Regions from separate parts of the Mus musculus genome. Here all the other regions are linked to region 4. Evidence: chromatin contacts called from public ChIA-PET and promoter capture Hi-C data. All regions are on one chromosome and are shown on one strand. The core of a region is the stretch at or near the end of the contact, and the rest is flanking DNA. Distances in the headings are between cores, read along the strand shown. Region 1 overlaps Nrap (nebulin-related anchoring protein). Region 2 overlaps Ablim1 (actin-binding LIM protein 1). Region 3 overlaps Habp2 (hyaluronic acid binding protein 2). Region 4 holds the start of Ccdc186 (coiled-coil domain containing 186). Region 5 holds the start of 4930449E18Rik (RIKEN cDNA 4930449E18 gene).

Region 1 (4,257 bases), core at 352-2,851, 460 kb before region 4:
AGAAATGTGATGCTTAGGATAGGGAGTGTTACGTGCAAACAGCACACACTAGTGATGAGAATACAAGGGTGATGGTGGCGAGGAGGATGGATGTCAATAGTGGTTTCCATGGAGACGGTGATGATGACTGATGCTGTGACAATGGCGGTCATGACATTAGTTACAGCTCGGACAATGGTGATGACACCGGATATAACGGCATATGGTGAGAAAAGACAGTGCCCAGCAGTATGAGGGGCGAGGTGCCAGGTATTGAGTGATCTAGTCTCTAACTCTACTCTCCCACTGCTATCGTTGACGACCATATGGCTTTGGATCACAGATACTCAGTGTAACAATTTGTTGTCCATTTACATCAAAGCCCAACTCCGATTCTTACTGTGTCTTCATGCTTCATGACCATGCATTTCCCAAGACGTGTTCCATGGTGTGTCTAAATGCATGACTTCAGTGCCAGCTCCCTTATACCACTCAAGCCACGGTCTCGTAAAGGCCTACCAGGTAAATCTACTCAGCTGCTCAGCAGAGCTGCATGGCTTCATTGCATGGCTTCATTGCATGGCTCGGGAAGGCTAGAGTAGGAACTCAGTGCTCATGTGTCCATCCTGTATGCTTTGCATTGGGTGAAAGATTTGACTGGAAACCATAGATGTCCCTTCTGGTAGAGCTCTCCTTCCCCAGAGGCTCCACGACCACCCTACCATGATCTGTCCTAGGTGATGAGTGTCAATCTCCAGACATTCCAGTTATTTACAACCAATGACAATCAAGTTGGCTGGAGCTGGGGATACCACATTAGCCTGGCAAATGTTTTGAACACTAATACTGTGGCCACCCAGAACATCATCACAAAAAACCTACAAGCTCAACTCCCTGCTATGATTTAGATGTGATTTGTCCCTGCCGACAGTTACATTTAGGTTTAGCTCCTCAACAGTAGGTGGTGGTGGTGGTGGTGATGGTGGTGGAGGTACCAAGTCAAACCTCTTGCAGCCTCACGAACACATCATTGCCTGCCTGTCCTGGGCTGGATTTATCATCATGAGAACACACTGTGTTCTCTCATTTACATACACTAGCTCCCCTTTACACCTCTTTTCATCCCAAGCAACACGGGGCCAACCCGAGGGTGTTGCAGCTGTCCATCCTCAGGCCCTGGAGCCTCCAGAATTATACGACAAAACAGAGCTCTTCCTTCCTCAAGTGCTATCTCTAGGATCCTGGTTTAGCAGCAGAAAGATGGACTAAGACACTCTCACATTTGAGCTTAGCTCTGTGAGCGAGGAACTTGTGAGCTGCTCATTCTCATAGCTCCAGAGCCTCTTGCAGTATTTCACCCAGAGCACTGTGTGACAAATATCTGTGGCATAAATAGATGTACTCAGCACCTCTGTACCTTGCTCAGTAGACGCTGTCATCCCCGGGACCATCCACCTCACGTACTTTTAAAGAACACTGTGCTTTGACAAAATAAAGAAAACGAACGAGTTCCTCGTATATAAGCCAAGAGAGAAAAGCCTTGCAGGTGGAAGTCTGCAGAAAGGCAAGCTTGCCCAGGAGGAACTTTTAAGCACAGCTATCAGTTAGGGGCTGGGGCGGGAGGAAGTTTACCTCGCTGCTCATCTTGGCCACCTGCAGAGAATGCAGAAGCTTAGAGTCTGTGGCTCCCAGGGCTCTGCCCTTCATTTTCTCATATTCTTCTTTGTATTTAACCTTGAGAGGAAGAAGACAGTCTAGCGTGAGCAAGAGAGAAACTGCCCTAGAAGGGACTCTGACTGTAACAAACACAAAGAGAACAATTCTTGCCATGGTGGTGGTGGTGGTGGGGGGGGGAGTACCCCCTCCATCTTTCTCAAACCCAGAAGAAGATTAAAGTGTTGCGATGTTTACAATGTTAACAGTCATTATTTCTCCAGCAGGTGGCTGCCATCACATTGCAGCTGTTTCTTATCCCTTACACAATTCTGTGTTAACGAGAAGAACCTACGCTGCTAGCAAGCTCCCCCGAGGCTTTGGCGGCCAACAGAGACATGGCGTCCAGCTTCATCTCAAAGCCTTTCCCCTTTGTCTTCTGCCAGCCTTCTTTGTACTTCACCTGACAAACAAACACAAGCACAGGTGAGTGGGCCCTGCTACCCACCAGTCTGCGGGAAGTTGAGAGGATTTTTCTTTAAAGCAAACTTGGTTTCTTCTATTGGCAGGCGGGAGAGTCTTAGCTATTATTGTCAAGACTGTAACAGTAATCACTGACCCTTAGGGCCACCCTAGGGACAGGACAAAGAACCTTCATTGCCTGGTCAAGTGACTTTGGGTAATTACCTCTCTGAGCTGTGGCTGACCATTTACAAAATGCATATTATAATTCCCCGGGCTGCTGGAAATGTAAGTTGGGCGTGGAGCTTGAAGGCAAATCCTAAACTGTGTGGTGCAGCCAAGAAGCGAAGATTTGATGCTGCCTGCAAGAACCACTGTGTGTGGTCCCTTCCTAAAAGGGTTGTAGACACTAACTACAAATCTTCACACAAGCCAAGGCTCAGCAAGGCATTTATTTACTAGGGTCGTACAGCTCAAACGAGTCCAGCATGACTTCTGGATCGGGGTTTGTCTCATATCAAAACCCACGGCAACAAATGCTGGAAGGTACGTTAACGCCACGATGAGCCCAATAAACACATCAGATTTATGTCATCACGTCCTCCGCCTCAACACAGAGTAGTCTTGTACAAAAAAATTTGTCCCTATTTTTCGTTTTCCTTCCCCATAACTCCCACCTAGGCTAGTGGCCTAATCGCAGACCATTCTGTGACTCCTTGTGTTTTTGTTGATCATATCAAGATTATTCTTGAAACTTAAAAAAAAAAATCTCTTCTCACAAAGTCACCAGTCAGTCGCTGGGATGATGATGGTGGTGGTGACAAGACTGCATGTTCACATATCATGTACCCAGGGAGGTGTGCCAAAATTCTAAATCCCACTGTGTTGAATGCCCTGGAAGACTCTTTCCTGGGAGGCAAGGAGGCCCTGCTTGTTTGAGCATTGGTGAATGTCACACCAAGCTCTCCCCAGCTTGCTCTTACCTCGCTGAACAGTTCTGCATTGGCCTTGGCCTTCAGCAGCTGAGGGGCGTCCTGGGGCAATGTGTAGTTCAGCTTGTTTCTCTCGTAGTCAGCTCGGTAATTCACCTGTTGAGTTTAAAATAGGTCTGCAAGGTTTGTGTGTAACAAACAGGAGGAGAGCCCTGGGGAAACTATGCCGTTTCCCACGTCCCTCTGATTCCTGTTGCAGAGAGGGGGGTCCCTGGGAAAGGCCCTTTACAAGAAACTTGGGGTGGTGGTGGGGGGTTTAAGTTAACAGATTGGAGGTGTCAAACGAAAAATGAAACAGCTCACGGGCACATCCAAGTTTGTAAGTTTGCAAGATACCTTTAAGTTGCTGTGGCGCTGAACACTTTGCTATATGTAGGTTAGACACTTGCTAGGAATCAAAAATCAGTATTATCAGAAGTAATATTGATTATGTACAGTTATAAAAGGCACATCTTGAACCTCATGTGCACAAAAGAGCTAAACACATGGGTAAGACGGCAGTGTCATCTATGAGGACTGTCGCTCAAAACTTAACCCTGGGCCACGGGCGCTGCCGAGAGAGTTGCAAAGTTGGGATTTATTGTTAGCTTTTGGTGTGTTGTATCAAAATTATAAAAATGTACTTCGTTCTTTTTACTTTTTAGAGATTCATACTAAGATATTTACAGATGAAGCTGGGTAGCATCTTGGATTTTCTTCACAATGAGAAAGAAGGGGAAGGTCAGAGGGCATGCACATGTGGCAGGGTGGGCTGTGAGCTGATAGTTATTGAAGCTGGTACCAGGGGCTTCAGTATGCTCTGCCTTTGTATAAATTGACATCCTCCACAATAAAATGTTTGAAAGAAAGGGCATCATTTCTCGGCTGTAACCACACAATCCAGCATTAGTAAAAGTAAAATCCTCGGGGGTCAGCTGTCCAGAGGCCTCACAGCAATTGCAAAATCCCCAGCGGAGCTGGGGCGTGCTACGTACATGGCTCAGCTGCTGGGCGTTGATCTTAGCTTGAACAATCTGTGGCGTGTTTGTCACCGAGCTGAACTTCATTCTGTCAATGTTCTGCCTGTAGTTGACCTGGGCAAAAACAGGCACGGGAAATGTCATTCACCATCATCTCTGGGATGTGCATGGCTCCCTTACTCGGCTGTAGTGATTTTCGGAGAATTAGAAAA
Region 2 (4,563 bases), core at 1,470-3,969, 310 kb after region 4:
CACCTTGCAGCTCCCAGAGTCGGGGTGGGGAGAGGGGGAGGGGTGGGAAGAAGAAACAGGAGGGGCTGATTCTAAAGATAGTTCAAAGTAGGCACTAGAGGTAGGAGGTGATCAACAAACCCTAATATTCCACTCTAATTTGCTCCTGGCCTCTTAAATTAAGAAGCAAGCCAGCCTCAGTAACAATCTTCAGAATTTGGACTTATAGGTCAATTAGTAAATACTTGAAGAAAACAGTTACATTGTATTCGTGTGTGTGTGTGTGTGTGTGTGTGTGTGTGTGTGTGTGTGCTGGGAGGGCATGCGTGTGTGAGGGCCCCAGTATGCACACAACGTGCAAGTCTCTCCCTTTACTCTGTAGATCCCATGGGTCTCAGGCCATCGGACTTAGCCTCAGACCCCTTTACCAGATGAGCCATCTCACAGGCCCGGCAAACATCTTTAAAGACACACCATTTACAACAAGATGGTCCCCAAAGACAATGTCACTGTTGTAAAGACAACAGGAAGTAAGTGGCAATAAAGAGAAGCGTGTCATGGGTGTCTGCACCACGCGCCTGGGCAGGACAGGCCAGTCAGAACGAGCCTCGGGCTCTGACCCCTGAGATGCAGAGAACAGCCGTGGAAAGCTCCCATGCTGGGCAGGGCACTGGGAGGCCAGCACCCTAGCCTTGGGTTTACGCACATACTTTGAATGATTCCATTAATGAAAGGAGAGATGGGCTAAGAATGTGGAGAGACGTGTCCGAGGTCACCCAGTGGGTGCGTTCCAGAGCCAAGAGTCCATCTCTAGGTTCCCTGTCACCTTTCTCTAAACTACTTGGTCTCTGCTTATCCCATCAGGCTGAAGAAATGTGTGAGCACTACAACTCTGGAGGTGGGGTGGGGTAGGGATATGGTATGCTCAGTTGATACGATGCTTGTCTGGCACGCACAACCCCAGCCCTACATACAGCAGGCATCCTGGTCCACCCCTGCAAACCCACCATTCGGGAGATGGAAGTGGGAACATTAACGATTCAAGGTCATCCTCAGTCACACAGCAAGTTCAAGGTTAGCCTGAGATACCTGTGTCCTGTCTCAGGACAATGCTAAAGAACTCAAAAGAGAACCGGCAGAAGCTAGCGCAGGATGTTGTTCTGAAAGCTACACGCATACTTTGTGTCTGTGAGAGAAAGACGCAGCCCCAAGGAAGCCGAGGTTCTCCAGGAAATGTTAGACAAACAACAAGAGACTCAGCTATACCTGGACAGGCTGTTTGGGACCCTTCTCTGTTGAAAGCCCCCTTGGGTATATATATGGTAGCACCTTTAGGAGAATTATATACAGTGGCTTCAGCTCTGCTCCAATATTTACAATCTTTCCACATTAGGCAGTCGCTGCGGTTTCTAGAATCGGATGAACAAAAGCTACTTCCACAGCAAGTCTTTGCAGCTGGAAACACTAATATATTTGGAAATGGTATTCAGAGATGTAATTAAGGCAAGGGTCTTGAAGAGACGATTTGAGTGATGGGCATGGCCTTATATAGAATGATAAGTGCCCTTTTAGGAGAAGGGTGGAAAGGTAGCTGGCAGAGGAGGTGGTTCACCTGGAGTGATGCATGCCGGGAAGCTGGAGATCACCAAGAAAAAATTCCCCCAGTGTTTGAGAGAACAATGGCCCTGATGATACACTGTTATAAATGTCTAGACTCTAAAAATGAGAGAATAAACTGTTTTAAGCCATCACTGTTGCAACCCATGCAGAAAATAAAACCACTGATATACTGATACAATGAATTTAAGACAAAAAGACAGGGTTTGGAGTATTGATGGCAAAGCTACACCGAGAATGGTTCCCCAAGCTTGGGGGAGGTGGGGCATGGAGACTGGTCCTGCTTTCTCCTGGTGACCAAGCCCAGCTGAGTCACTAGCAGTCACATGTCTTGTGCTAGCCCCTGCAGAACATTTTTCTGGGTCACACACCCATCTGAGGAGGACAGAGTCTGATGGGCGGACCTCTCATCTAAGCTGAAAGTGCAAACCACTCCCGGGCTGACTGATGTCGGAGGCTCTGTATGGAATGTCTCCAAGCCCTCAGCTCTTCAGACCTTCCCTGCCACCTGAGGTCAATGTGGGACCAGGTCCTTGAAGCCTCTGTGACTCCAGCCTGAGAGAGAAAACACAAGGGGCCAGCATGTCTCCAAAATGGCATGTTCTAGATTGCAACTATATTTTATAGATTCCTTCCTGTAGCTGTTGAAGTGAATGTAAACACGCATGCAAAAACAGACAGGCTTTTTCCCTCCCAATGTTTTTGGGGAACACATTTCCATGTGTTGACTAAAAAAATTAAAAAAAGGTTGATTTGAACACAGGACCTTAAAAACTTGGGTACCAAGTTCCACATCTTCCTGCCTCTTTTCCTTACTATACCCTCACACCCTTCTTGGTTTTTAAATTTTAGATTCAAGGCAAAATTCATGTAGTCTAAAGTGCAGCACCTTAGAACCAACAAGCTGGAGGCACCCAGCGAACTACCAAGGCCACATAACTACCTCTCCTATCTCATTGCTGGGAAGCCTTTGCATTTGTGTCATGGAAACTCTCCCAGAAACAGTCACTACTGTTTTCTCCCCAGCCCTTAGCAAACAGCAGCCTGCTTTCTGTTTCTAATCACTAGGCCTTTGGTGATGGGCTCCATGTCTGGGTGGTCTGACCACCACACTTCCTGCCTGCCATCTTTCACTTATGGTGCATCTGTGGTGTAGCAGGTTATCACTGCTTCCCGACATCTACTGGGGCATGACTGAGCCGCTTCCTCCTCCCTCTGCCGTCAGTGGTGGGTGGGGTGTGTGTGTGCACAGGTGTTTGAAGACTCCCATTTATTCTTTCCACAGAACACTGACTCCATCCTGTGATTCCACAGCTATAGAGCCTACGTCCTCCTCAGTTCTCTCCACAAAACTCAGACTTCTGAGTGTGACCCTGGAGGAGTCCTCCTCCACTTCTCCTGCTCGGTACCCCACAACGTGCTTCTTTCCTTGTGTGTCCTGTGTCCTCGCCACGTGGTCCTCTTTATCAGAGCGTTCTCCCTCAGACTGTTGGGTGACCGTACTTGACAAGAGTCTCATCCTCATCTCCTCAGGACAGTTAGTGGTGGTGACCCCTTGATGTTTGGTGGGAAGAACTTGTAGTGGGATTCGGGGAGATTACTCTTAACCTTTGTTGTGATATCCCCCCAGAGTGGCCAGAAACACCATAGGGACTCCCACGATAGACAGCCCATGTCTCTAAAACATACTCTACTGGCTGTATGGAATCAGCACCCGAGGGACCCACATGATGGCTTGGTAGATCAGCAGGCTGAAGCTGCCAGGTTCCCTGGCTCTGCACATTCTCTCTGCCCTACGGACAGGAAGGTGTGTGTGTGTGTGTGTGTGTGTGTGTGTGTGTGTGAACTGTGACTTTCCCCTCCAGCTTGATGAGCCCCCAAAGCTCTGTGAGAAACAGGGTTTTCTCTGAACTTTGATCCCAGAATTCCTCGCTGCAGCCTCTCTCATCAAAGAGGTGTTAGCTAGGCCCAGAGGCAGGTGCTGGCAGAGGCAGGTACAAAGCTCCGGCTGGAAGCAGTCACACCTGAATTTGACAGGCTTCCTTCAGCTCGGTCACAGGGTTCTCTGAGTCACAGCGGATGTGGCTTTCTAAGGGCAGAGAAGTCAAAACCTTCACCTCGCACCCTCCCTTCCTTTCTCAGACTCTGAGCTTCTGAGGTCTCCACAGATAGCACACATGTGCAAACACAGATGTACACACAGGGTCTGACATCATATTCTTACTCTTAAAAAAAAATGCCTGCTTAACTCCCAGGGAGGGAGGTCTGTTCTTTTCTCTATCATTCCAAGTTCCCCTTGGCCTTTGGAAGAAAGGTAAGTACAACACACGAGTCCTCTCAGACAGTCACCCATGGCTACTCTCCTTCCTCCTCAGGAGGAGACACACAGGATGAGGGCTCACAGGCAAACAGTGGTGGTCTGCACTTACCTCCAGGACTTTTCCTGTGATAAACTGGTGACAGGCTTCACACTTCACCCCAAAGAGCCCCTGGTAGTCTTTCTCACAGTATGGGGAGCCATCCCTGAAAGACAAAGCTACATTCAGGCCTTGGGAAGACACCAAAGCCACTTTGCTGAAGCCCTTCCCACAGAACAAGAGTAGAATCCATCTTTACACAGACCCAGCGACCTGACCATACAAAACCACAGGCCAGAGAGCAAGTGGTTGTTCTCCAAGCCAGACAGAGAAAAAAAACCCAACAAACCACCAAATGGTTACTGTGCCCACTTCCTTGGTTGTCACAGAATTAAGGAGCACGGGCCCCAATATTCTTCTCCTGGCAGCCCAGATGAGCCAGTCTGAGAGGCCCAGAGTATCTTACCTCCCTTCACACACCATCTTCTCAGAATCAAAGGCCCACCAGAGCCTCCCACCACCTCAAATGTCACCTCCTCAGCTCAGGTCCCTCTGGCTCTGAGGGTTTAGGACATGGCTCAGCTCAGCAGCCGCATTCGTCTCACAGTGT
Region 3 (4,029 bases), core at 835-3,334, 500 kb before region 4:
CTAATAACAGCAAACCCTCAGCTGCTAAGGTCTGTGGAGATTCAAATGTGCTCCCGGAGACGGAGGAAGTGGTGATTCCATCAACTGTAGACTAAGGGGATCTCGGGTCCCTATCCCAAATCCAAGCCCATACCCATTTAACTCAGGGCTCGGGGCACATAGGCTGCATTGTTCCTGGACTCCCAGGATCAGCTCTGGCTAGGCTTTCTGCTCGTCCTTACACACTACCCAGCTGTCCCTGAAGATCCAGCGTAGCCACATTCTGATCTTGTACCATGATAGAGCCTCCCTACAAACAGACCCGACGATAACCAGCCAGCTCACAGCCTCTTTGGGTTTGTTCCTCTCTCCAGAGACCATGTCTCTGTTTTGATCCTCTATACTTCTCCAAGGGTCGTGGATAGCCACATGCTCAGGATGGAGACGAGCAAGTGGGTGTGGTTTTCCCTACGCTCTTGGAGGATAAGCAGGCTCACCAGGATCACAGTATGCTTGGTTTTCTATGAAGCTCAAGGGCTATGCTGAAGGGAAGCCAATAGCCATGGTTTTGAAACCTGATCTGTCTCGTATTATAGGACCTTGATCAATCCTTGAAAAAAAAAAATGTATCAAACTTCAGATAAAGTGCCTGCAAGATCACAAGGTATTGGCTATGATTAGGAAAGTAAAGTTATGTGACAAAAGCTATTAGTTGCGGCGACTAAGCAAGTTGTTTCCTTCTCTGCTTCCCTCCTGCCCATCTCTCTGCCCTGGCCTACACACTTCAGAAAGAATCACTACAGTCCTTCTCAGGAGCACAGTTCCTCTATGGTTCTCCACAGCACTCCACTGAAAAGGCAAGGCCTCAGGCCACACTGCTCAGCAGGCAGTAGGTTAAAGATATAGACTACCTCTGGGTCTCTGCCGTACTCCTTATCTGGGCCCGTCCAAACAAGCCATCACCCACCTTGGTCAGCTACTAAAAGAAGTTGAGGAACCCTGGGAATGGAAAATTCTAGAATTGAGAGTCAGGAACCATTACTTGCCCGCAGCACTGCGGCTGCAGTCCTGGGCTTCAAACTTTTTCCAAACTCAGGAACTGGAGCTGGGATTAGCTTCTCTCCCTTTGGAGCTGTGCATCATGGGAAGCTTGAGCACTGGTTCCTCCGAGAAGCCCAGGGTAGCTAGCAGGTGACTTGGCTCCACCCTCCCCTTGTAGGCGTGTCTGAATCAAGTTCACAAGGCTGAACCCCTTCTGCTCTCCCTTTAGGGTGACTCGGGGGGCCCTCTAACCTGTGAGAAGGATGGAACTTACTACGTCTACGGGATTGTAAGCTGGGGCCAGGAATGTGGGAAGAAGCCAGGAGTCTACACTCAAGTCACCAAGTTCCTGAATTGGATAAAGACCACCATGCACAGGGAGGCTGGCCTCTGAGGTGCTGTCTGCAGAGCCTTGAAGCCCCTCGTCTTTAGCACCAAACAAGAGGGGCTTCCTGCGTAGCCAGGGATGTCCTGGGTCCATGCTCTAGACAGAGGCATTGTTGCCCAGCCTGGGCCTTTCCAGACTGGCACTATATCATTTCATGAGGCCTTTTCTCTCTGGGAACCAACAAGAAATACATTATCTTTGCCCCCGTTCTGACAAGTGTACCTTCTAGATAACCAGAATTCAGAGACGTTCTCCACCATGGAGACTGCGAATCTGAGATCCCTGCTTGCCCCGCACCAGGAGATGTTTCCTTGACTCTTTATCTTTTGTCCATACCATCAGGGTCCTCCACAGAACCAGCCATTCTCATGCAGCCATCAGAGAGAAGCCCCCAAAACCACAAGCTCTTTGTTTGCTTTCAGAGTTGTTATTTTAATAAAGGCAGATGTGGGCACGGGGAGGGTGTGCCAGTTTTTTTTTTTTTTTAAAACACTCGCTCATCCAGACCAAAGCCACAGAGGCATGCCTTTGGCAAGCAGCCCTCAAGGGGGCTTCTTAAGGAGGCTCACATCAGCAGAGTCTTCTTCTTGTGGATATGCAGGATCTCCGAGGCATCCGGGTTCACCCCCCTGCTCTGATGATCTCCTAGCGCCGCTGCTGCCTCTGGCTCCACCTGCGGAAGCCACACATAGCGCCCCACCTCCACTGAGTTCACAGGAAACCCCGTTGCTGCTCCCACAAGCCGTGCTAAGATGCCCGGCAAACATCTAACGAGCTCCCCACCCCTCCTTTGTCCTCTCTTCCACCCCGGTCCAAGAAAAAGGATCCTCAAGGCAGAGATGAGAAGGAAGCAAAACCTGCTTCTCATTTAGATGTGCTGTCTCTCTCCTGAACAAAGTAGGGTTCAAAATGCAGACTGCTGGAGCCAGCAAGTCCCTGACCCTTTCCGCGAATGTAACGAGCAAGCAGTCAGCACAGCCTGGGCTGCCCTGGCCCGGGATTGATGTCGCCCTGGTAGGTTTGCCTCTGCAGAACTAATGGCTGTGACTTCAGAGGAAGCCCGCGGGAAGTTTAACCCAGGTGTCATCCGCCCGGTCATCTCAGACCCATGAAATTAGGCGCCTTGTTCGGCTGCCTTTCACGCTTCTTTAGAACTAGCTGACCTTTGGCCAAAAATAAACTTTGAAAAGCAACAACGGGTTTGTATTTCCCGTGGTCTCGCAAGGCAGGGTGCAGCTTGCGGCCTGTTACTCACAGAAGCCCCCCGGATCCCCGGGCCCCTCCTGTTGGCCAGTTCTGCAGCCCGTCGAGCCATTTCCACTTTGTAGGAGCCAGGAGGGGTCCAGCCAACACCTCGAGTCAGGTTCAAGTCAGATTTGTACTTGACCTTGAGGGAAGGAAGGAGCAAGAGGAAAGTCAGCAAGATTGGGTGCTTTGACAGTGGAGTGAGGGAGATTTAAAAGGCAGCCCGGAGATGCTGGACCACACTGACATCATTAAAGTCAGAACAAAGAGCGGTCATGTGATGCAGAGGACCTGAACAATAAGCCTGGCCAGCCACTATGCATTTGCTCCCAAAATTCCAGTTGGGTAATAAAATACCCTGGAGATACCTGGTTCAAGTCTGAGCTCCTATCTCTGTGTCCTTGTAAAACTCACCTCCCCTCTCTGAGCTTCAGTTGCAAATCAGGGAAAGCATAAAACTGGCTTCTGTAATTATCAAGACCCCATGGAAATAGCAGAACGGAACCACCATGGGCCCGAGCTTTCAGACCGGACAGCTGCTGAGGTGGCAGAGCACATGACCAACATGCATAAGGCCCTTGGCTCAATCCCCAGTACAAGTTAATTAATTAAGAAAAATAAGAAGTTGGGCTATGTCATCAAATACCCTGGGGCTGCCGCTTATTTCCTGTGTGATCTTAGGTTGCTTAATTTCACCTGGCTTGGGTTCCTTGTCTGTTAAAAAGGCCACACCACCCAATCCTGAGAAAGCATTTGGTACATTTGTGGCAGACTTGGGAATGTCTGTAATTACGCCTTCTCAGCCTGCTTCCCCAGGAGGTAACAGGGCATAAGTGGAGGCAGCTCACATCACTCTGCAGCTGATGGGCTTTCCGGGCATGCTTCAGGCCCAGCTGTTCTGGGTCGCTGGTGTGCTGAGGCAGTGGCTGCCTATAGAGGACATCGCTGGCCAGCTGCTGGCTCCTCTTGGCCTGGAGGAAGCCTGGTTGGTCAGCGCGACTGTGGAACTGGGAGCGACCTTTGGCAAAGGCCTTCCTGTACTCGTTGTCACTCTGGAGCCTGCCGACTCGGAGGAAGTGCGTCGTCCTCGGGTCGTCACTGATGCTACGGTACCCAATCTGTAGGCCCCGGTCCCTCAGAAATGCCTCTTTGTACCGGAACTGCGAATCAGAGAAGCAAAGAGAGGTGATGGGGATGCCCTTCCCCTTCAAAGCCAGCCTCCCTAGAGGGGACAGACCCCAGGACTTCAGCAGGAAGCTTGATCAACAGTGGATAAGGGCGAAAGCTTTGGAATCAAACAAAGCTGTATGGGCTTGGAGCTGTATGGGCTGTGGAGCCTCTCTGAACATCTGATAAAACAGCAGCATAGATCTTCA
Region 4 (4,525 bases), core at 1,909-4,408:
AAAATGGTTTCCTGTCCTTTGTAAGAAAATATAAATACTTTAAGACAGTCTTTGCATATTTCCCAAGGGGTTTGAAAGTAGCATAACTAAAGTCACTTCCTTTCCTTTCCTATCAGCTCTAGCAAAATTCTGGCCCGTCATCTCAAGTCAAAAGTAAAAAATCAAAAAGCATCCAATCAGTATCTCCTCATAATCCCTAAATAGTAAATGCTGACACACTTTGCTAGATTAAGCTTTTAAACTAAAATAACAAAGCAGAGAAACAGAAGAGAAGCTGTGTAAGAAATACTAGTCAGTCACATTTCCCGGATGCAAAGAGCCGGGACTGGGGTTTCACAGAAGGCAAGCTTGCCTAGACCCAGTCTTACTTTAAGAGGAGAAAGCTAAGACTGTTGTTTCAAAGATCTCTAGAACTGGTTCTCCAAGAAGGAAGACTTCAGAGTCAGCATCAAGCCCAACTACAGTTTGAATGTACTAAGTTGCCTCAGCTCTCTAACGGTCACACAGACGGCACACAGCCCACAGCTGCTCCTGTCTTCTTGAGTTTCCCCTACTGTATCTTCAGTGAGACACTGGATAGCTGATATCTTGCAGCAGTAACACTCTCACCTCTGAAACAGGCAACCATGGTTTGGGTACTTTAGACTCTAAAATGGCTTTTAAAGTATTGAGGCATAACATTAATACAGAACTCTACCTTGAAGCGACTTGTACAGAATGTATCAACTGCAATAAAGTCTGAGAAAAACGTAAGTACTTTTATTTAACCGTTCTTTCAAAAAAATCTGAAAATGGGGCTGGAGAGATGGCTCAGCGGTTAAGAGCACTGACTGCTCTTGCAGAGATCCTGAGTTCAGTTCCCAGCAACCACATGGTGGCTCACAACCATCTATAATGGGATCTGATGCCCTCTTCTGGTGTGTCTGAAGACAGTGACAGTCTACTGATATATATATAAAATAAATCTTTAAAAAAAATATGAAAACCAAATATCAGAAAAATGAATTCAATTAAATAGAATTTCTACATTTACTAAAAGAGTTGTACTTATGCCTGAATTTGGTTAATTTGGTAAGATTTAAGTTTTATTAAAAACAACACCTATTTAGTACTTACTACATAAGCCTACAATGAATGACCAGCTCAAGCTTTAAGAAATACACTCATGACAGTTACCATTATCCTAGAGTTTGCTTCCACTACGCTCAAGACAGTTGGCAGTATCCTAGAGTTTGCTTCTGCTCTTGGTGTCTACTGCCCCTTTACCTAATAGTTTACTTCTTGGATGCAAACTCTCCATTAAGCAAGTTCAAATAAGTTTGAAATGGTGTAAGATTACAGGAGCATTTGTAGGTCTAAATTATCTATCCTGTTGCTGCTTTTAAAATAAATACTAAATAAAACTATTGTAAATGAAGTGATGTTTATGAGAAAAATCAAAACCTGACCTTAGTCATTTAAAGACAAAAAAAATAAAAGAAAAATTTTAGTTTTATTATTAAAAACAAACAAACAAACAAAGCAGAATTTGAAGTTGAATATTCTTTCTTTACAGTGAGTTGAATGACTTTTGTAAACCAGGGTAGATGCTGTCAAACGGAAAGACAGTTTTCTCAGTGAGGCTGCCTGGGCTCCCAACCATCACAGCTTCCTCAGAGAGCTGGGCTGAGTGTTCTGTTCATCACAGTCACTTTCAGGACTGAACACACTAAGGAATCAGCAGCAGCCATGCTGCCGCACTGCACAGCATCAAAGAATAAGTCTTTGGTTCCTGTGTGAAGGAACTAAAGGTTTATGAGTGCCCCTTCTTCTACCACTCAGGATTTCAGTCTGGAAAAAAAAAAAAAAATCAGACTGGGAAATGTCACCCTTACTCCATGGAACCTGTTCTCAATCAAACACCTTAAGTTTCTATTGTTTTAAATTAGAAAAGGCCTTCAAAAAAACTAAACACAGTCCCTGTGTCTTCTGGTAGCCTTCCAAAGTCATACTTACCTATTACCCTGTACAAAGGAGAAGGAAGGCCTTGGTGCAACAGTACAAGATTATGGCCTGCCCAAAATCTGCACATGGGAACATGGGAAGACCAAAAAGGAACCATAAAAGAAGTAGGCCAATCATTACTGTTGTTTCATTTGTGTAACCATTAATTAACGAAGAGCTAAAAAGTAGCTGCACACGGTGGACTTGATACACAAGACGCATCCGTTTCAGTATCACTTGTCTCTGGGTCCTTAATCTCCTTCACAATTAAGTGCACAAAGGCCACATCCACGCTAATAAACCTAACACTTAACAGACCGATTTTCCTTGGGATGGCTGGCTACACGTGCACTTTGAAACACTGTCATAACTGATTTGTTTCATCTTTTCCTCAGACAAGCACCCTGTGTACCACTTCAGAAGAAAGGAAAAGGCTGGGACATCAAAGGACCGTGCGTGACACTGGGTCTGAGACATCTTTTCTGGTTCGCTGTCATATTTTTTTACTGTAGTCTTTTCTGACTCTAACCCAGGTGTTCTGCGTACAAACCCGAGTCTCCTCTCTAAATAACAATCAAGATGTGAATATTGTAACAAGTTACGAATTGTTGGCAGCTGAGCCATCATTCTCCCCGCGCGCTGTTTCCCTGGGATTGCTACTTTGAGGATAGGTAGAAGGGGAGAGAGAAATCTGAAATGGTTTCCCTACCAAGGTGAAAATATATGAAAATACATCGGGATCTTTGGAAAAGCCGAACGCTGCGGACCGCGTCCCCGGAGATACCGCGCTGGTGCGGCGGGGGAGCGGCCGCGCCTCCGGGCACAGCCCCCCGAGGGCCCCGCCAGCCCCGTCACGTCCACGCGCGGAGTTGCGTACAGCCCGGGGCTACCACCCCGTCACGTCCACGCGCGCAGACCAGCGCTCCCCGAGCGCGCCCGTCCCGGACGCCCCTCGGCCACTCACCGTCCGTCGTCCAGCCCCGGGCCGCACCCTAGCGAGGCCGATGGAGCTCCGGCTCCAGGGCCGACGAACCCATGGCGGCGTGTAGCCGACGCGGAGTGGGTGAGGAAGTCACGCGCGGAGACCACTGCAGATCCCGGGCTCTCAGCGGAGGTTTTCCCCCAAAACCCCTGCGGAGCTGACACATCAACAAAGATGGCGGCGACGCCTAAGCCGGCGCGGCTACAGCTGAGGGGGCGGGGCTCCCTGAACGAGCCAATCAGCGCGGCGCGGACCGCGTGACGTTAAGCACCTGGAGGCGGGCGTGGTTTTCGAGGCGCCGCCTCCAGTCCTCGCGGTTTCTAGAGGCCCCGCCCAGCATCTCCGTGCCACCTCCACTTAAGCCCAAGGAGGCTGTAGCAGGCTGTTGTTGTCCGGTTGGGCCACTCTTTCCCTTTCCCGTCCCAAGCCGGTGCTTTCTATCGGAAGGAAGTTGCCATCTTTTTTTCTTCACCCTTTGGCCGGTCATCTAATGAGTCAGTGGCATAAAGTAATAAAAGAGAACTAGAGATTGTGGCTTCCCGGTTCTGATGGTGCAAACTTTGCGCTGCCTGTGGGTGAGCCAAGTCCGCAGGAGCAGCTGACTTGGGCATGCGAGCTTCATCTCTGGGAGAGAGCTCTGCAGGGTTTCCATAATAATAATTGACCTGGGATCTCCAAGTGGCACCGAGTGCCATTGTTTACTAGTAAGCTTGTTAGTGTGCTCCACGCAGAGGACCTAAGCCTGCCTGGGCTGCGTAACCCATCCGGTTGCATGGTTGCACGCAGGTTGTATATTATAGTGACTAAGCCCAGTTGGAGGAGGTAGGGAAGGTGAGCAGTTTTAGTCTGGAGGTTTTGCAAACCACCTCTGTCCGGAGAAAAGATGTGTTAAAGTTCTGGGCCGTGTAGACAGTTGTAAGTGAAAATAGTTAAGACTCGTCTTCAGTGGCAAGTTTGTAAATCCAAGCATATTACTGTTAAATTACTTTCATAATTGCTGAGGAGGAAAATCTTCAATGTGGTATATTACTAACCCTCTGTCTTTTTTTAATCAGAAAATGACAACTCCCTCCTCAAATTATGGTAATGTATTACAGTACGTTTTACAATTAAGGTGCGGTGGTGACTTGAATAGACTCATGTATTTGAATGCTTGGCCCATAGGAAGTGGCACTATTAGGAGGTGTAGCCTTGTTGGACAGGGTATGTCATTGTGGAGGAAGGCTTTGAGCTCTCATATAAATGCTTGAGCTACACCCAGTGTGAGACATATTCGGTCTCCTCCTTGCTGCCTTCCAATCAAGAGGTAGAGCTCTCTGCTCTTTGTCTCTAACCCTAACCCTCAACCCCCTGCACACTGCTGTGCGTCCCAGCGTGATAATAATGGACTAAACCTCTGAACCTGTAAAACCAGCCTTGATTAAATGTTGTCTTTTATAAGAGTTGCCTTGGTGTGAAGAGTGTCAATTCACAGAAATGAGACCCTAACTATGGGTTGAGCCGGGAGTAGTGGCTTACAATGGTTATCCAGGCATTTGGGAGGTGCAAGTAGGAACCACT
Region 5 (4,042 bases), core at 392-2,891, 450 kb after region 4:
CCTGCACAGATCATTCTTAAGCCTTCTAATCAGATCCTACTGTCTGGTCATATTTTGTCCTGATAAATTCCAGACATATGAACCATTAACCTTCATTAAGAAATACAATGTCAGCCAGGTCTGGTGGCACAGGTCCACAATTCCAGTTGTTTCAGAGCTGAGGTAGAAGAATTGTTAAGTTCAGAGCAAGCCTGGGCAACTTGGTGAGACACTGTCTCAAAATATAAAGTAAAGAATATAAAGCAGAGAAGGGGCTCAGGGAATCACTCAGCGGCAGGGCGTTTGTCTGGCATGCGCAGTAGTCGTACTCCACGTCGTATGGCGCACACATGTGTGCACTCAGATTTTTATGGTACTTCTATGTCCCTAACGCATTAGTTTACAGGAATGCTGTGGTGTCTAAGCAGATAATGTTTTGTCTTTACCCAGGGGCATGAAAAGCCAGGAACGAGATGCCTGCTGCCACAGGCTGGTCTGGGGAGGACAACTCCGCACCCTGTCACACTTGTCTGCTTTTTCCCTTTGGCAAAATTCCACTCGAGCTCTCAGACCCAGCTAGGGCTGCACTAATGCCCGCCCTGTTCCTCCAACCATAGCTTGATGCACATATCTCCTCACTGTAGCACTGAACACATGGTACTGAAATGACTGTTTTCCAGTCTGCCTCACTGATAGGCCAGGAACTGGTCCCTGAGCTAGTGAGCCTCGGGTGCCCAGCCCTGGGCATGCGCAGAGCAGCACAGCAGCCTCGTGACGACTTACTTGTTTCTTCCTGGCCAAGAGTCTCATGAGGAAGAGAAATTGACAGTAGAAAATGCTGAAATGTGCCAGAGACACAGAGGCTCAAAATTGCTGCATCAAAATGAGCAAGGGGCAGAATATAGCTCTGGGTACGAGGATGGATGGGCAAATCCCTATTTTAAAAAAAAAAAACTCGCAGGCTATTTGTAACCCTGGAAATCTGTAACTTTGCAGAAATCTGGGGTCTAGGGAAAGGGAATATAGGGCAGGTACCTTTAACACGCTGGCTGGGAGGAGCAAGCATGGGAGGAGTTACGCTGGGAGGGGCAAGCGTAGGCAGAGTTACACAGGGGCCACGCCCAGCCAGTATGAAAGGAAAGATCCCAATCTGGGGTGAGCAGACATTTATTCACATTCCCTGGGATGGTGTCACACAACATGCCATGTTCTGACTCTTCAGTAACTGGGAAAATGCCAAATACACTGAGAGTAAGATATTGCCCCACCCTCAAGCCCGATGAGGCTGCTGTTGGGGATTTTGTGGAGTACTGAGGACGTGTTTACACTGCGGGTAAGATTAACCCATGCAAGTACTTCTGAGGGCAAACTGTGAATAGTTACTGAAAGGGAAGACCTTCAACCCAAAGCCCCAGTAGTTCCTGTTGGTCCATTCACTTTGCATGTTGGTCCAGGGTTGCCCTTTCAGGACTGGGTAGTGGGGGACAAGACACAGGTAAGACTGTTCAGTGAATCACAGAGATTTAAAAAAAATGGAGTGATAGTGCCTCTAAATATCCATCAACACCAGGAACAGTCGAAACTAACACAAGTCAGCAGGAAAAAAGAGAACCTGGGCTCAGCAGCATTCTTAGAATCCCAGCAACTCGGGAGGCTGAAGCCAGAGGATCTCTGGCACCTGGGAGTTTGGAGCCAGCCTAGAAGGCAGAAATGAGAAGGCCCACTTCTTAAGAAAGGAGGGAGGAGTAGAGAGGAATGGACTATAGAAACAGGTAGGAACAGGGTTCTATCTCCAAGTCAGGGGAGGAAGCAGAGGAGGGGGAAGAGGAAAGCTATGTGCTCTCATAGGAGAAAAACCACTCTGACCATCGACTTACAGGGTTTGCTGATCAGCACACAAATGGAGACGTTCTGAAAACAAGGCAGCAGTAATACCAAAGGCCAAGACAGTAATTACTTCTGGAGACAAGAGACTGTGGGTTTGTGGGAGGGTCCTGTTAAGTCATTCAACCATATTCACTTTTAAAGTGACAAGCAAGTGTGGCAAAGGTGTAGAATCCTATGCAGCGAGGTGCCCACCCCACCTTTCCTACTGTCTTCTGGGTATTCCGAGCACTTTAAGGTGTTCGTGAGGTTGCTCTTCCCCAGCTGGGTCGAGGAGGAGTCAGTGTCTACGCAGTCATTCAGCTTGCCTCCTCTGCTGCGCACACAGGCACCCTTCCAGCTTCTAAACGGAACGGTAACATGGTTCCTGCTCAGCACCTCTCAGGTTGGGCTGCCGTTCCTCTGTACTCTGCTTACAGTATCTTGTCTGCGAGGAAACTGAGGCTTAGAGAAAATCTGCACTGAGTTATCTCAATGAGCGAATTGCTGCGTTTTATAAAAATGAAAGAGCCAGGAATATATTTGGTAGAGGGCGGTATGGGGAGAGAAGGGGGAGGAGGATGGGGAGAGAAAGGACAGAGAGGGTAAAAGTAGGAGAGAGTAAGAGATTAAGAGAGTGAGGAAGGGGGCAAGCAGCCCCTTTTATAGTGAGTCAGGCAGTACCTGGCTGTTGCCAGGTAACGGTGGGGCGGAGCCTAGAAGGAATGCTAACAGAAATGGCAGGGCAAACGCGTGACTCCAGGCTGATTCCAAAAGTACCTGCTTTCTGTCCTTAAGCCCCAAGTACACCAGATTTCCAGCTGGCCCAGACTGCCACCTTAGCTCCAGAGCTGACACCATCAAACTCTGGGACATCCGAGGAAACACAGACCCTTAGAAAATACTAAAGGCTTCTGTTCCACATGACTGGAGCTAAATAAAAATACGCCCTGAGAATCAAATGTTGACAGCTGATTCCTAAATTGAAAGTAACCACTGAGTGAGTGAGTGTTTAAGACCTGGACTGTGAATCCTGTTAACTGCCTTCAGGACACGGGGTGTAGGAAACCGCGGAACTCAGCTAAGGAATGGCGGTAACCCCAGGGTGTTTCTTAAACCCGAGTCCAAGAAAATGAGGCTGTGACTCTGTTATGGGGACCAGGGAGGAGGCAGCATTTTGACATAACCTTCTTCTGACTACTTTGCCCTCTGGTCAGCTGTTCACCCCATTAGGTTAATTATTAGTGAAGCTACGAGCCAGCTGAAGAGTCACAGTTTCCTGGCTCTTCCAGCTACTTCTCTGGAATATACGCGCTTTGAGAACAGAAGTAGCTTGTCACTAAACCCTCACCTCATCCGAGCGAAACAACCTATCTCGGTAGTTTTCCATCCTTTGTCAAAAAAAAAAAAATTGCTCTACTGTTTATATAGCAAGGGATGTTTCTTTTCTAAATTAACGTGTACTCAAGGAATGTGTTCCTTGAAGGGAGCTGGGGACTATAAACAGTTGCCTCCTATACTGAGCACCAGTTCCACCTCCAGATGAGCTGCTAAGCTGTGATCAGTCACTGCAGTGTCCCGAGGCCTAAGCACATCCCAGATGGGTTATGTAACTGAGCCATAAATTAAACAAACGCAGGCTAAACTTATATAAATGCACAGGGCATGTATGAGTCTCTGCAGTTACACACTAGCCTGATTCCTAAATAAACCTCACATGGTCACACTCAGTTCATCCTCCCCTCCCTCTCTCTGACTGAACGCAGTACCCAGCCCACCCTTCAATCCTGTTAGTATTTCAAGAATCTTTGGTAGAATTTACTGTGTGCATAAAGTTGTGAGACCTTAATTACTATATAATCCCCAAACATGGCTATTGCCCCTAAAAGACAGTTTATATTGATTAGCAATAAATATCTATATTTCACTCCATGGTCTCCCTCTTGTAGATTCTGGTATTTTTTCCTAGACATAGAATTGTAAAGCATGTGACATTAGTTTCCAGTTTCTTTCACCAAACAAACTCTACCCCTATTACAGTGTGCATTGAGACTCCGCTATTTTTAGTGATAAGTATTATATATATGTATATATATAATACATTATATTATCTATATATCTCAATATATTATTTATGTATCTACTCATCACATTCTAAGTTATTTCAAGCATTTTTGCTATTATGAATAATGCTTCAATA

What was found. Promoter capture Hi-C pulls out the DNA fragments that hold promoters and counts their contacts. ChIA-PET counts read pairs in DNA pulled down with a chosen protein or histone mark.
Region 1: a promoter capture Hi-C map of the HPC-7 cell line shows a contact between it and region 4. The contact joins the enhancer-like site here to the promoter of Ccdc186 in region 4. A contact is called at or near these places in 16 of 39 promoter capture datasets (the 3T3-L1 cell line, the C10 cell line, the HPC-7 cell line and 9 more), 1 of 15 datasets of contacts at CTCF or cohesin (large pre-B cells), 1 of 484 Hi-C or Micro-C datasets (nephron progenitors), 7 of 115 datasets of contacts at active chromatin or transcription factors (bone marrow-derived macrophages, embryonic basal ganglia, embryonic stem cells and 3 more) and 2 of 9 other capture datasets (embryonic stem cells and liver).
Region 2: an RNA polymerase II ChIA-PET map of memory CD8 T cells shows a contact between it and region 4, with 38 read pairs. The contact joins the enhancer-like site here to the promoter of Ccdc186 in region 4. A contact is called at or near these places in 3 of 39 promoter capture datasets (the 3T3-L1 cell line, hippocampal neurons and liver), 1 of 484 Hi-C or Micro-C datasets (CD4 T cells), 3 of 115 datasets of contacts at active chromatin or transcription factors (effector CD8 T cells, memory CD8 T cells and pancreatic cancer cells) and 2 of 9 other capture datasets (adipose tissue and pancreatic islet).
Region 3: a promoter capture Hi-C map of hematopoietic stem and progenitor cells shows a contact between it and region 4, with 2.2 times the contacts expected there. The contact joins the enhancer-like site here to the promoter of Ccdc186 in region 4. A contact is called at or near these places in 11 of 39 promoter capture datasets (the 3T3-L1 cell line, the HPC-7 cell line, HPC-7-derived erythroid cells and 6 more), 3 of 115 datasets of contacts at active chromatin or transcription factors (bone marrow-derived macrophages, embryonic stem cells and pancreatic cancer cells) and 4 of 9 other capture datasets (adipose tissue, embryonic stem cells, macrophages and 1 more).
Region 5: a promoter capture Hi-C map of embryonic stem cells shows a contact between it and region 4, with 3 times the contacts expected there. The contact joins the promoter of 4930449E18Rik here to the promoter of Ccdc186 in region 4. A contact is called at or near these places in 2 of 39 promoter capture datasets (both in embryonic stem cells) and 1 of 9 other capture datasets (pancreatic islet).

The regions. Positions count from the first base shown.
Region 1 is chr19:56,362,315-56,366,571 of GRCm38.p6, forward strand. It overlaps Nrap (nebulin-related anchoring protein), which reads right to left. Exons shown (of 42, transcript NM_008733.4): 15 at 4,061-4,159; 16 at 3,078-3,182; 17 at 1,988-2,095; 18 at 1,612-1,713. Gm17197 (a long non-coding RNA gene) reads left to right here. Exons shown (of 4, transcript XR_003952900.1): 2 at 362-501; 3 at 1,920-2,118; 4 at 3,731-4,071. Among named protein-coding and RNA genes, the nearest start is that of Gm17197, 7.8 kb to the left of the region's middle. Within about 2 kb of position 1,602, at least 8 of the 459 cell types and tissues checked have an H3K27ac peak or open chromatin away from gene starts, as enhancers often do. A contact at or near this core is called in the HPC-7 cell line, where this site is marked.
Region 2 is chr19:57,128,837-57,133,399 of GRCm38.p6, forward strand. Ablim1 (actin-binding LIM protein 1) reads right to left here. Exons shown (of 26, transcript NM_178688.4): 6 at 4,026-4,119. Among named protein-coding and RNA genes, the nearest start is that of Ablim1, 85 kb to the right of the region's middle. Within about 2 kb of position 2,720, at least 70 of the 459 cell types and tissues checked have an H3K27ac peak or open chromatin away from gene starts, as enhancers often do. A contact at or near this core is called in memory CD8 T cells and pancreatic cancer cells, where this site is marked.
Region 3 is chr19:56,318,222-56,322,250 of GRCm38.p6, forward strand. Habp2 (hyaluronic acid binding protein 2) reads left to right here. Exons shown (of 13, transcript NM_001329935.1): 13 at 1,250-2,599. The coding sequence ends at 1,414. It overlaps Nrap (nebulin-related anchoring protein), which reads right to left. Exons shown (of 42, transcript NM_008733.4): 40 at 3,502-3,813; 41 at 2,664-2,795; 42 at 1,820-2,081. The coding sequence ends at 1,974. Among named protein-coding and RNA genes, the nearest start is that of Gm32257, 32 kb to the left of the region's middle. Within about 2 kb of position 2,085, at least 44 of the 459 cell types and tissues checked have an H3K27ac peak or open chromatin away from gene starts, as enhancers often do. A contact at or near this core is called in the HPC-7 cell line and hematopoietic stem and progenitor cells, where this site is marked.
Region 4 is chr19:56,819,041-56,823,565 of GRCm38.p6, forward strand. Ccdc186 (coiled-coil domain containing 186) reads right to left here and starts at 3,159. Exons shown (of 16, transcript NM_170757.2): 1 at 2,948-3,159.
Region 5 is chr19:57,272,319-57,276,360 of GRCm38.p6, forward strand. 4930449E18Rik (RIKEN cDNA 4930449E18 gene) reads left to right here and starts at 1,642. Exons shown (of 3, transcript NR_045319.1): 1 at 1,642-1,751. It also overlaps a transcript of Ablim1 not described here.